Linked DNA regions of Mus musculus: regions 2 and 3 are each linked to region 1. The links are chromatin contacts, called in public HiChIP or PLAC-seq maps. All regions are on one chromosome and are shown on one strand. Each heading gives the region's core, a stretch centred on a gene start, on an enhancer-like site or on the middle of the called end of the contact. The rest is flanking DNA. Distances are from core to core; before and after follow the strand shown.

The links. HiChIP or PLAC-seq counts read pairs in DNA pulled down with a chosen protein or histone mark.
Region 2: a contact with region 1 is called in an H3K4me3 HiChIP or PLAC-seq map of embryonic stem cells, with 3 times the contacts expected there. The contact joins the promoter of Panx2 here to the enhancer-like site in region 1. A contact is called at or near these places in 1 of 39 promoter capture datasets (neural stem cells), 6 of 484 Hi-C or Micro-C datasets (CD4 T cells, Th1 cells, embryonic stem cells and 1 more), 6 of 115 datasets of contacts at active chromatin or transcription factors (bone marrow-derived macrophages, embryonic forebrain, embryonic midbrain and 2 more) and 2 of 9 other capture datasets (adipose tissue and liver).
Region 3: an H3K27ac HiChIP or PLAC-seq map of embryonic stem cells shows a contact between it and region 1, with 5 read pairs. The contact joins the promoter of Hdac10 here to the enhancer-like site in region 1. A contact is called at or near these places in 6 of 39 promoter capture datasets (cranial neural crest, embryonic stem cells, frontonasal cranial neural crest and 3 more), 4 of 115 datasets of contacts at active chromatin or transcription factors (bone marrow-derived macrophages, effector CD8 T cells, embryonic stem cells and 1 more) and 1 of 9 other capture datasets (adipose tissue).

The regions. Positions count from the first base shown.
Region 1 is chr15:88,905,257-88,908,030 of GRCm38.p6, forward strand. It overlaps a transcript of Ttll8 not described here. Among named protein-coding and RNA genes, the nearest start is that of Gm38643, 21 kb to the left of the region's middle. Within about 2 kb of position 1,290, at least 2 of the 459 cell types and tissues checked have an H3K27ac peak or open chromatin away from gene starts, as enhancers often do. A contact at or near this core is called in embryonic stem cells, where this site is marked.
Region 2 is chr15:89,058,249-89,061,453 of GRCm38.p6, forward strand. It overlaps Panx2 (pannexin 2), which reads left to right and starts at 1,478. Exons shown (of 3, transcript NM_001002005.2): 1 at 1,478-2,051. The coding sequence starts at 1,826.
Region 3 is chr15:89,127,170-89,130,074 of GRCm38.p6, forward strand. It overlaps Hdac10 (histone deacetylase 10), which reads right to left and starts at 1,531. Exons shown (of 20, transcript NM_199198.2): 1 at 1,221-1,531; 2 at 1,016-1,150; 3 at 753-849; 4 at 425-522; 5 at 217-321; 6 at 1-49. The coding sequence starts at 1,279. Gm46530 (a long non-coding RNA gene) reads left to right here and starts at 1,370. Exons shown (of 2, transcript XR_001781738.2): 1 at 1,370-2,024.

The DNA.
Region 1 (2,774 bases), core at 40-2,539:
AGATAGGTGGAATACAGAGCTAAGCATGAACAGAGAAACAATATAATGTTTTAGAGGAGACAGAAGGATTTCACAACTTTGGATTATATGAACAATTCCCAAAGTGAAAAACTGCCAATTATAAGGAAAGCAGATATGGAAATGTATTGAAACGAATAATTTCTGTGCATTGAAACATTAAGGCAGGGAGATGGCTCTTTTGGTAAAGTGTCTGGTGAGGACCTGAGTTCAGATTCCCAAGAACAACGTCTTCACCCCTCAGTCTCCAAACTGGGTCAAAAGCCAGACATGGCAGCACGTGCCTACAACCTTAAAGTGGGGTTCAGAGTGGGTTAGAGAGAGAGACAGCTCTCTAGAGCTCCTTGGCCAGCAGTGAATCAATCAGTGAGATACTTGGTCTCAAAAAATAAGATAGTGCTAGAGGAAGACATCCAAGGTCAACCTATGGCCTCTACATCCATATAAGTTTATACATATGTGCATACACATACACATAGAAAACACACACACACACACACACACACACACATACACACACACAAATATATACTCTACACACAAAAGAAAGGGAGGGACCCAGAACATTAAAACAGCATAAGGCAAATCATAGGAGATGCATCTATCAAACAACTTGTGTCTAGAATATGTAAAGAACTCTTACGAATCAACAAGAAGAGGTTAGCAGAAAATGTGTCCAGACAAACAAGTACTTTACAGACAGGTGTGGTGGTCTATAGCTTTAATCCAGGCATTTGGGAGACAGAGGCAAGCAGATTTTAGGGAAGTCAAGGCTAGCTGGTCTACTTAGCAACATCCAGGTTAGCCAGAACTACAAAGTAAGACCCTCTCTCAAAGCAAAGCAAAGCAAAACAAAACAAAACAAAACAAAACAAAACAAAACAGAAAAACAAAAAGGTGGGAGTGAACTGGAGAGATAGCTCCAAGCTTTAAGAGCACTGGCTGCTCTTCTAGAGAGCCTATTCAATTCCCAGAAGCCACATGGTGGTTTACAGCTCAGTAATTCTAACCCTCTTTCTGCCTCTGCAGGGACCGTGGAGATATTCATGCAGGCAAAATACCCATACTCATAAAAATAAAATTAATAAAATTTCAAAAATTATACAAAAGGAGCACTTTCCCAAGGTACATTCAAATGAGCTACAGAATATTCAACTTCATTAGCATCAGAGACATGCAAATTGGAGCGACAAGGTGACTCTACCAGCACTTTGAATAGAAGAGCTAAATAGAGATTAAACCTCCCTTGTGAGGCACATGTGACCAAATGGGGCACACAAAGAGCGGTACCTGGCGATGAGCAAGGCCCATCAAGGCTATTCCTATTGCTAGAGAAGAGCGCACAGCAGTTCTAGTTGCAAACACCTGGACTAGAAACAGCTAACAGGGATACAAGCAAAACAGTTGTAGTTAAGACCAAACATACAGCTGCAGCCACCAAGGCAAATCCAGCCACATATCTAGACAACATCAAACCAAACTTGGTTTGTTTCTAGACTATTGTTAATTGCTTTAACATACACAAACACTAAATTATGTCATTCATGATGATAACTGTGTGGATGCAAAAGCTGTTTAAAAAAAATACAGTCTGGGGCCAGGAGAGAGGGCACGTGCCCTTAATCCCAGCACTCTGGAGGCAAAGTCAGGTGGATCTCTGTGAGTTCAAGGCCAGCCTGGTCTACATAGCCAGATCCAGGACAGCCAGGGTTACATAGAAAGAGTCTGTCTTCAAAAATAAATAAGAACAAAAAGAACTCAAGTGGAGAAGCATATAATGCTCATGAACAGAACAAACATCTCAGAAATGGATCGACCCATTTGGCATAATCTCAATTGGCATTTCAATATGGCTTCCTGGGAAACGTTGTAAGCCGGTATGGTGGTTATAAAGAAGAGAGCAAGAAAGAACCAAGACCTCTCCTTACCAGACATAATGCTGAGTCAATTCAGACAGCATAGCCCTAGGGCAGGAGCATACAAGGTGGAACAGACTGAAGGTGGGTCGTCACCCCAGAGGGGGACACAAGCACAAGAAGTGATCCTTACTACACACTGTATACAAAAATCACCTCCAGATGGACCAGGACACACTCTTCTTTTAAAATGGTGTATGTCATACCTATCTATGTATCTATCTATGTATCTATCTATGTATCTATCTATGTATCTATCTATGTATCTATGTATCTATCTATCTATCTATCTATCTATCTATCTATCTATCATCTATGTTTAGTTATCTATGCATCTGTGTGTCTCCGTGTGAGTATATGCATGTGAGTACAGGTGACTGTGAAGGCCAGGAGAGGGTGTCAGATCCCCTGGTGCTAGAGTTACAGATGGCCATGAGCCCCCCCCAGTGATATGGGTGCTAGGACCTGAACTTGAATCTTCTGCAAGGGCTGCAAGCGCTCTTAGTCCCTGAGCCAATCTCCGTAAGCCCCTTCAGAGGACGCTTATAGTTGCTACAAGAGAGAACTATTTTAAATTCTGGGACACACAAAAAAAGATTTTTTAAAAAATAATAATAGCATCAGTAGAAAAGGCCGTTGATGTGTCCTATAAAGTTGAACAACCTCCACGGTGATCGTGGAGCATAACCTTGATCCCAGCACTGGGGAGGCAGAGGCAGGTGAGTCTCTGAGTTCGAGGCCAGCCTGGTCTACAGAGTGAGTTCCAGGATAGCCAGGGCTACACAGAGAAACCCTGTCTCGAAAAAACACAACCCCCCCCCAAAAAAATTAACAACCTTT
Region 2 (3,205 bases), core at 228-2,727, 150 kb after region 1:
TGCCTCATTACTGGGCAACTCTATTTAAACGTTTATTTTTGTCTTTATTATTGATTTATGTATATGGGTATTGCACCTGCATGTATGTCTGTACCTCAAGAGCGCAGTGCCTGCAGGGGCCAGAAGGATCCAAGCAGACTGTTGCAAGTGACCAGAGGTATTGGGAAAAAGTCCATGGAACTGGGTTCAATTACCAGCATCCATATAGTGGCTTATAATACCTGTAACCCCAGCCCTGGGGAGTTCTAGCCTCCATGGCCACTGCATGCTGGTGGTACACCCATATATAGTTTTTTAAAAGAATATAACTCTCCACCCAGAGTGGATGGATAGAGCCTTTGAAGAGGCATGCACAAATAGATAACAAAGGAGACAACATTTGCGGGTGGGGTGCGGGGGGGTAAGGGAGACCTGCAGGTCAGAGAAAACCAACCTGCTGAGAAGGGGTCAGTGTGCGAAAGCTCTAGGAATCCAAAGGAAAACAAAAAATATAGGGTTCTGAAGGTGGGATGATGGAGTGAACAGCATAACCCTTCTGAGAGGCCAGGGAGGGTGCAGGAAGGACTGCCTTGGGAAGCCTGGGGTGAGGGCTTGCCAGCGCAGCCAGGAATCCTAGGCATGGGGAGTGAATGGCTGCTCACCACCCGCAGGGAGTAAGGTGAAGAAGGTAATGTCTGTGGGAGCAAGAATGCACCAGGAGGAGTCAGGCCTCACGGGACAGCAGTCCCTCCAGGTTTTGCTTCGGTCGGAGGAGATGTTTCCAGATAGCTTATGGATACTGAAGGAAGTTACTACTCCAGACATACACAGGAAAGGCTATGATGGAGAGATACTGAGCCAAGGAATCTTGCAGGAGGCCACGGTCACAAAAGTTTGTGTACAGTAGCTCCTGGGAGGAGAGAACATGTGGGTAGCCCAGAGAGGTCAGGTGACAATCCTAGAAGCCCCCACACCCTGGCCCAGCTCCACGGATGCCGACAGTGGGTGAAGCAGTGAAGATGCTAGGTACAAGCATATCCGCACTGGCTGGCGTCCCATCACAGCGTGTAAAGGGGCGCCCCTGGGTCCGGGACATGGCTGCAGTGAAGAGGCATCCAGGAGCTTTGGAGAGGACGCCCCACGGCATTTTTGTGCAGGCACTAACCTGGGAAAGAGGGTTCGGGCTTCCTTGCCCTTGCCTGCAACAGCTCACACGGCAGCCTCTGCGCCTGTGTGAAGACCAGGTCCGAGTGAGGAGCAAGAGAGCTGAGGTGTAGAACTAGAACCCTTTGGCTACCAGACACGATCTAACCCCAGAGCGGGCGATCCGCCTCTTTCTGTGCACAGGGCTATGGGGGACCAGGGCTTGGCCCAACCCTGATGCAAGGGGATGGTCAATATGAACTCGGTTCGTTTCATTTAAAAAAAAAAATTTTTTTTTTCTGCAAGTCATCGCCAACGCCGCAGCTACGTGGAGGGTGGGGGGGCTGGGGGCGGAGCCACGCCGCGGAGTTGCCGCAGGTAAACAGCCCCCCTCCCCGGCGGGAGCGGGCCGCGCGGCCCAGGCAGGAGAGCCGCCGCCGCCCCCGGGAGGGACGCAGGGCGCGGGCCGGCTACAGCGCACGGCGGGGGCGGCGGCGGCCCGGCGCCCTGGCAGCTCGACCCCTCTCGCGGGGCGGCAGACCCCCGAGCCCCGCCGCATCCCCGCTGACATCCCTCTTCCAGCGCTCCGCGCCCCCCCCCCCCACCGTGACCTCGGTCTCCGTCGCCCCCCGCCGCCCTCTCTGGCGCGCGGCCCCGCCCGCGCCCCCCGCCCGTACCCCGCCGGGCCGCGCCCCCGCCCCCCATGCACCACCTCCTGGAGCAGTCGGCGGACATGGCGACCGCGCTGCTGGCGGGCGAGAAGCTGAGGGAGCTGATCCTGCCTGGCTCGCAGGACGACAAGGCGGGCGCGCTGGCCGCGCTGCTGCTGCAGCTCAAGCTGGAACTGCCGTTCGACCGCGTGGTCACCATCGGCACCGTGCTGGTACCCATCCTGCTGGTCACCCTGGTCTTCACCAAGAACTTCGCAGGTGAGGCAGGGCGCGCGTCCGCAGGTGTTTAGCGCCCAGCGCTCCGAGCGCGCTGGCTCTCAGCGCCAGGCAGCCAGCGCCAGCTAGACCGCACCCACCTGGCCAGCCGCTGAGCCATTGCCCGCAGGTCTCATCACAGACCTTGGGCACCACCTCAGTCTGGCATGAGGGGTTGAGACAGGGCCGCCTGAGACATCTCCTCTGTTTTATTGTTGTTTGGCCTTCCATTCCTTCAGCCTCAAGCCGTGAGGAGAGTAGGCCTGTCCTACACTTGCTGGCCCCCGGGATGAATGGGATGTGGGGTCTGAGTTGTAGCATGTCACGTCACGGGTGGTGGGGGTAGGGAGGGCTGAGGCTTGGAGGAATAGCCAGATGAGGACCAGAGAAGGATGAGTGTTGAGGGCATTGCTCAGGGATAAGTGAAAAAAATCCCATGATGCTGCATGGGGTTCTTGGGGCTGACAGTGTAGGAAAAGTGAGGGTACTCCCGAGGAACTCTGAAACATCCCTTTCCAAAGCTCTTCTATAGAGGAGGCCAGACAGAGGCTGGCCCCGGAGGGCATCAAGCAATAATGGCCCAAGAAGCCACCCTTGACTGGCAAAGGCAGTGTAGGTAGAGGGTAGGGCAGGTCACTGAAGAGTGAGCAGGTTAAGGAGCTGACGTGTTAGGTGAGTAGAACTGGGCCTGCTCTATGAGGGAGCCTGTGGGTGCGCCTGCGGTTGTACACAGGAGAGTACACATGTAGAGTGGGCCCTGCCTAAGGTGACAGGCTGAGGCACTAGGGAGCTGGCTTCTGGTGACACACCGAGATGGGGAATAGCATCCCCACTGGAGCCGAGCTGAGGCAGACTCAGGTATCCATAGCCACAAATCAAATTGGTGGCCAGAGATGCCAGCTTCATAGCAGGAAGAAGACTGTCGGGGCTCCAGAGTTCCTCTGGAGGTGCAGGTCGCTCTGCCCTCTGCAGCTACTGGGCAACGAGAACAGGTATTTCGATACCCGCTTCTTCACCACCATCCACAGGTGCCTCCCCTTACAGGAAACTCCAGGACCTAGTGATGTCCAACCTGAGCTGAGGGCAGGCATCCTTCAGACTATTTAAGGCCACGCCAAAGGTGGAGGAAGTTCTCCTGGTCTCCATCCTTGAACACC
Region 3 (2,905 bases), core at 281-2,780, 220 kb after region 1:
ATACTGGATGCCCTGGCCATGGTGGACATCCCAGTCGACAATGAGAATCCTAAATTCGGACAGTACTGGGGATTACTGGAAGTGGCTGCCTTTCCACCTTTAGGCTAGGAGCTCAGCCAGGAGTGGAGGGAGCTGGGTGGGACCTCTTAACCACCAACTCCACCTCTTCCTATTTAGTTTGGGTCCCCCACACTTGCAGGTCAAGCTTGGACACACCTCTGCAGCCCATATTTCTGCTTGGCATGTTTGGCTGCTAGAGCCACATTGTTGAACACACAGAATCCATTGGCAGCTGCCCTCTGACTGTGGTGCCCTGGAGGCCTAGGGTGTAAAAAAAAAAAAAGGAAACACCGGGCATGTCAGAGTCATTCTGTCCCCTCACAGGGTCACACACAGACAGCTAGGGGAGGAAGGTGGTTCTCACCTCACCAGGGCAAGCCCATTGTGCACAGCTCCTGTTAGCACAGCATCGACCAGCTGCAGTGCAGCCCCCGCTGCCAGCCGGGCACAGTGAAAGGTGTCCTGTGAGCCAGAGTGCAATTGAGCCTGGGACCTGACCTGCTTGTCCCAGGTTGCAGGTTTCCCACTGCTGAGCAGACAGGGCTGGGGCATTGGCAAGCAAAACATGGTAGGGTACGGTCATAAAGCATAAACAAGGAGACACTGGCAGGTGAGCAGACTTGGGTGTGAATGCACCTAGGCAGGCATATGGACATAAATCTGGGTGAATGGGCGTGTATGCTGGCTCGCACCGGGTGAAAGTAGACAGCATTGTACTGCTTAGACAGTGCGTGGAGCTCCTCTTTATCCAGGGTCTGGGTCTTCTGCACCAGGGCTATATATTCCGGGCTGCAGATCAGCAGGCGGGCCACCAGCAGGACAGGAAGGAAAGGAGCAGAGATTCCTGGTGGGAGTGCCCACCCAGTAATCCCTTTTAGCCCACACCACGGTGAACCCAAGGGAATGCTAGCGGAGCTATAAAAGGTTCGGGTCCCCAGATCTGTCATAGTCTGACCTGTGCACCAAGCCCAACTCTTCCTCTGATGCCTCACAAGCTGACAAACACAGGCACCTTTCTTCCAGGCCACGCTGCCGCAGGCCATCCAGGGCAGCTGTCAGGCGCTCTGGGCACTCAATTTCGCACTCGGGGCTGGAGCAGACAAGGATCTCAGTGTTCAGGGTTCCCTCCCGGCCCCCTACTTCTGTCAAGACACACTTACTCATCCCAGAGCAGTCGAGTGGCTGTCATGTCCTCGTGGTACACAAGTGCTGTGCCCATAGCTACACCGTGGTCACTTTGATCCGCTCTAACGCAACACGCCCTCTGCCGGCAGGTAATTGCACTGCCCGGTCTCACCTAACTATGCACGTAAACAATCCTCACTCGGGACGAACTGGGTTGTGCACGCTGGACCTGGGCAAGAGGAAACCACCCCAGGCCCAGGTCCGGGCTCAAGCCCGCCCGATTGTCAGAAGAGAACCGCTGGAAACTGAACTAAGCGTGACGCCAAACGCCTAACTTCCGGCTTCCTCTTTTACAGACTCCGGCCCGCCCCTAGGCGAGATTAGGGTGGAGTAGACCAAAAGGCTGAGCTCCCCTGGGATTGCGCGCGCTCTGTGTGTCTTTCTCTCTCTGCCTCTCTTTCTCTCATTGTCTCTTTCTCTTAGGCTGCAACTTCAGTGCCACCGACAACTACGTGTGGCGCGGAGCCTACGACCAGTACCGCCTCCAGTGTCCTTCTTGAAATGGATAGGAAGACAGGGCTGCCTGTCCTCAGGCCATCCATAGCTACAGCCGCAGCTATGCTTCCTTCTTGCCCCCAGCATCCTCCTAGCCTAACCTGGTAGTTTAGGCCACAGAGTCAGAAATGCCAACTGTCAATCACAACCAATTTGCCTGCTCCCGCAGGTGAAAGATGGAGAGGAGAGAAGTGAGCAGGGTGTGTATGTGAGTGCCTGCGGGGGCTGGCCTGGGCTGGATCAAAGCACTGAACTTCCAGAAGGGACTGACAGAAAGGCCACAGGTAAGAAAGAGGCCACTGGAATAGAAGAGTTATATAAGACGCCAGGCCAGCCAGGAAAACTGCAGCACAGTGTGAGGCTAGGAAGGGTAGAGGGTTCTGAGCAAGGAAGGGTGAGGAAGCAGGGAAGGGGGCCTTAGGAAAGGAGGAACAAAGGAGACATGAGCTCAAATACCAGCTAAGACTATACATATATATATATATATATATATATATATATATATATATATATATATGTATGTTTGTATGTATATATGTATATATATATACACACACACAAATAAACACACACAGATATATACACACATATATACATACACATATATACATACATGTATATATACATATATATGTATATACATATATATATATATACACACACACATTTCCATAGTCCAGCCTTGTCTCCAGTTCCGAAATGAGTGTTGGCATTACAGATGCCTCAAGATGGGGGGAAGGGACAAGACACACCCCCAGGATGATGAGGGGAAGGGGGCAAGGCTGCCGCTGACGTCTGTGATAGGAACACATACAACTATCATGTACAGGGGAAACCAAAGAGCCCTGGAGTGGTTAGAAGTAGGTGCCCTCTGCCATACTCAGGAGTTGGGAGTTCAGGCAAGGATTTTGGAGGAGCCCAAAGCTTCTCCATCTTCTAAAAGCCAATTAACTACCCTGGTTTATGTATATTGTGGGGTAGGGCATGAACTGAGCCACACCTCTGTAACTGGGTGAAGTATTTGAAGCCTTGGACCATGGTTATCACAAGGGGATTCAGGCAGTGGAGCCATGGTCATGGCATCTCCTCTGACAAGATTAGACTGGGCAAAGTGTATTTGCCCAGAACTTGTCAAATGAAGGGAATGAAAGACCTCACCCTTATG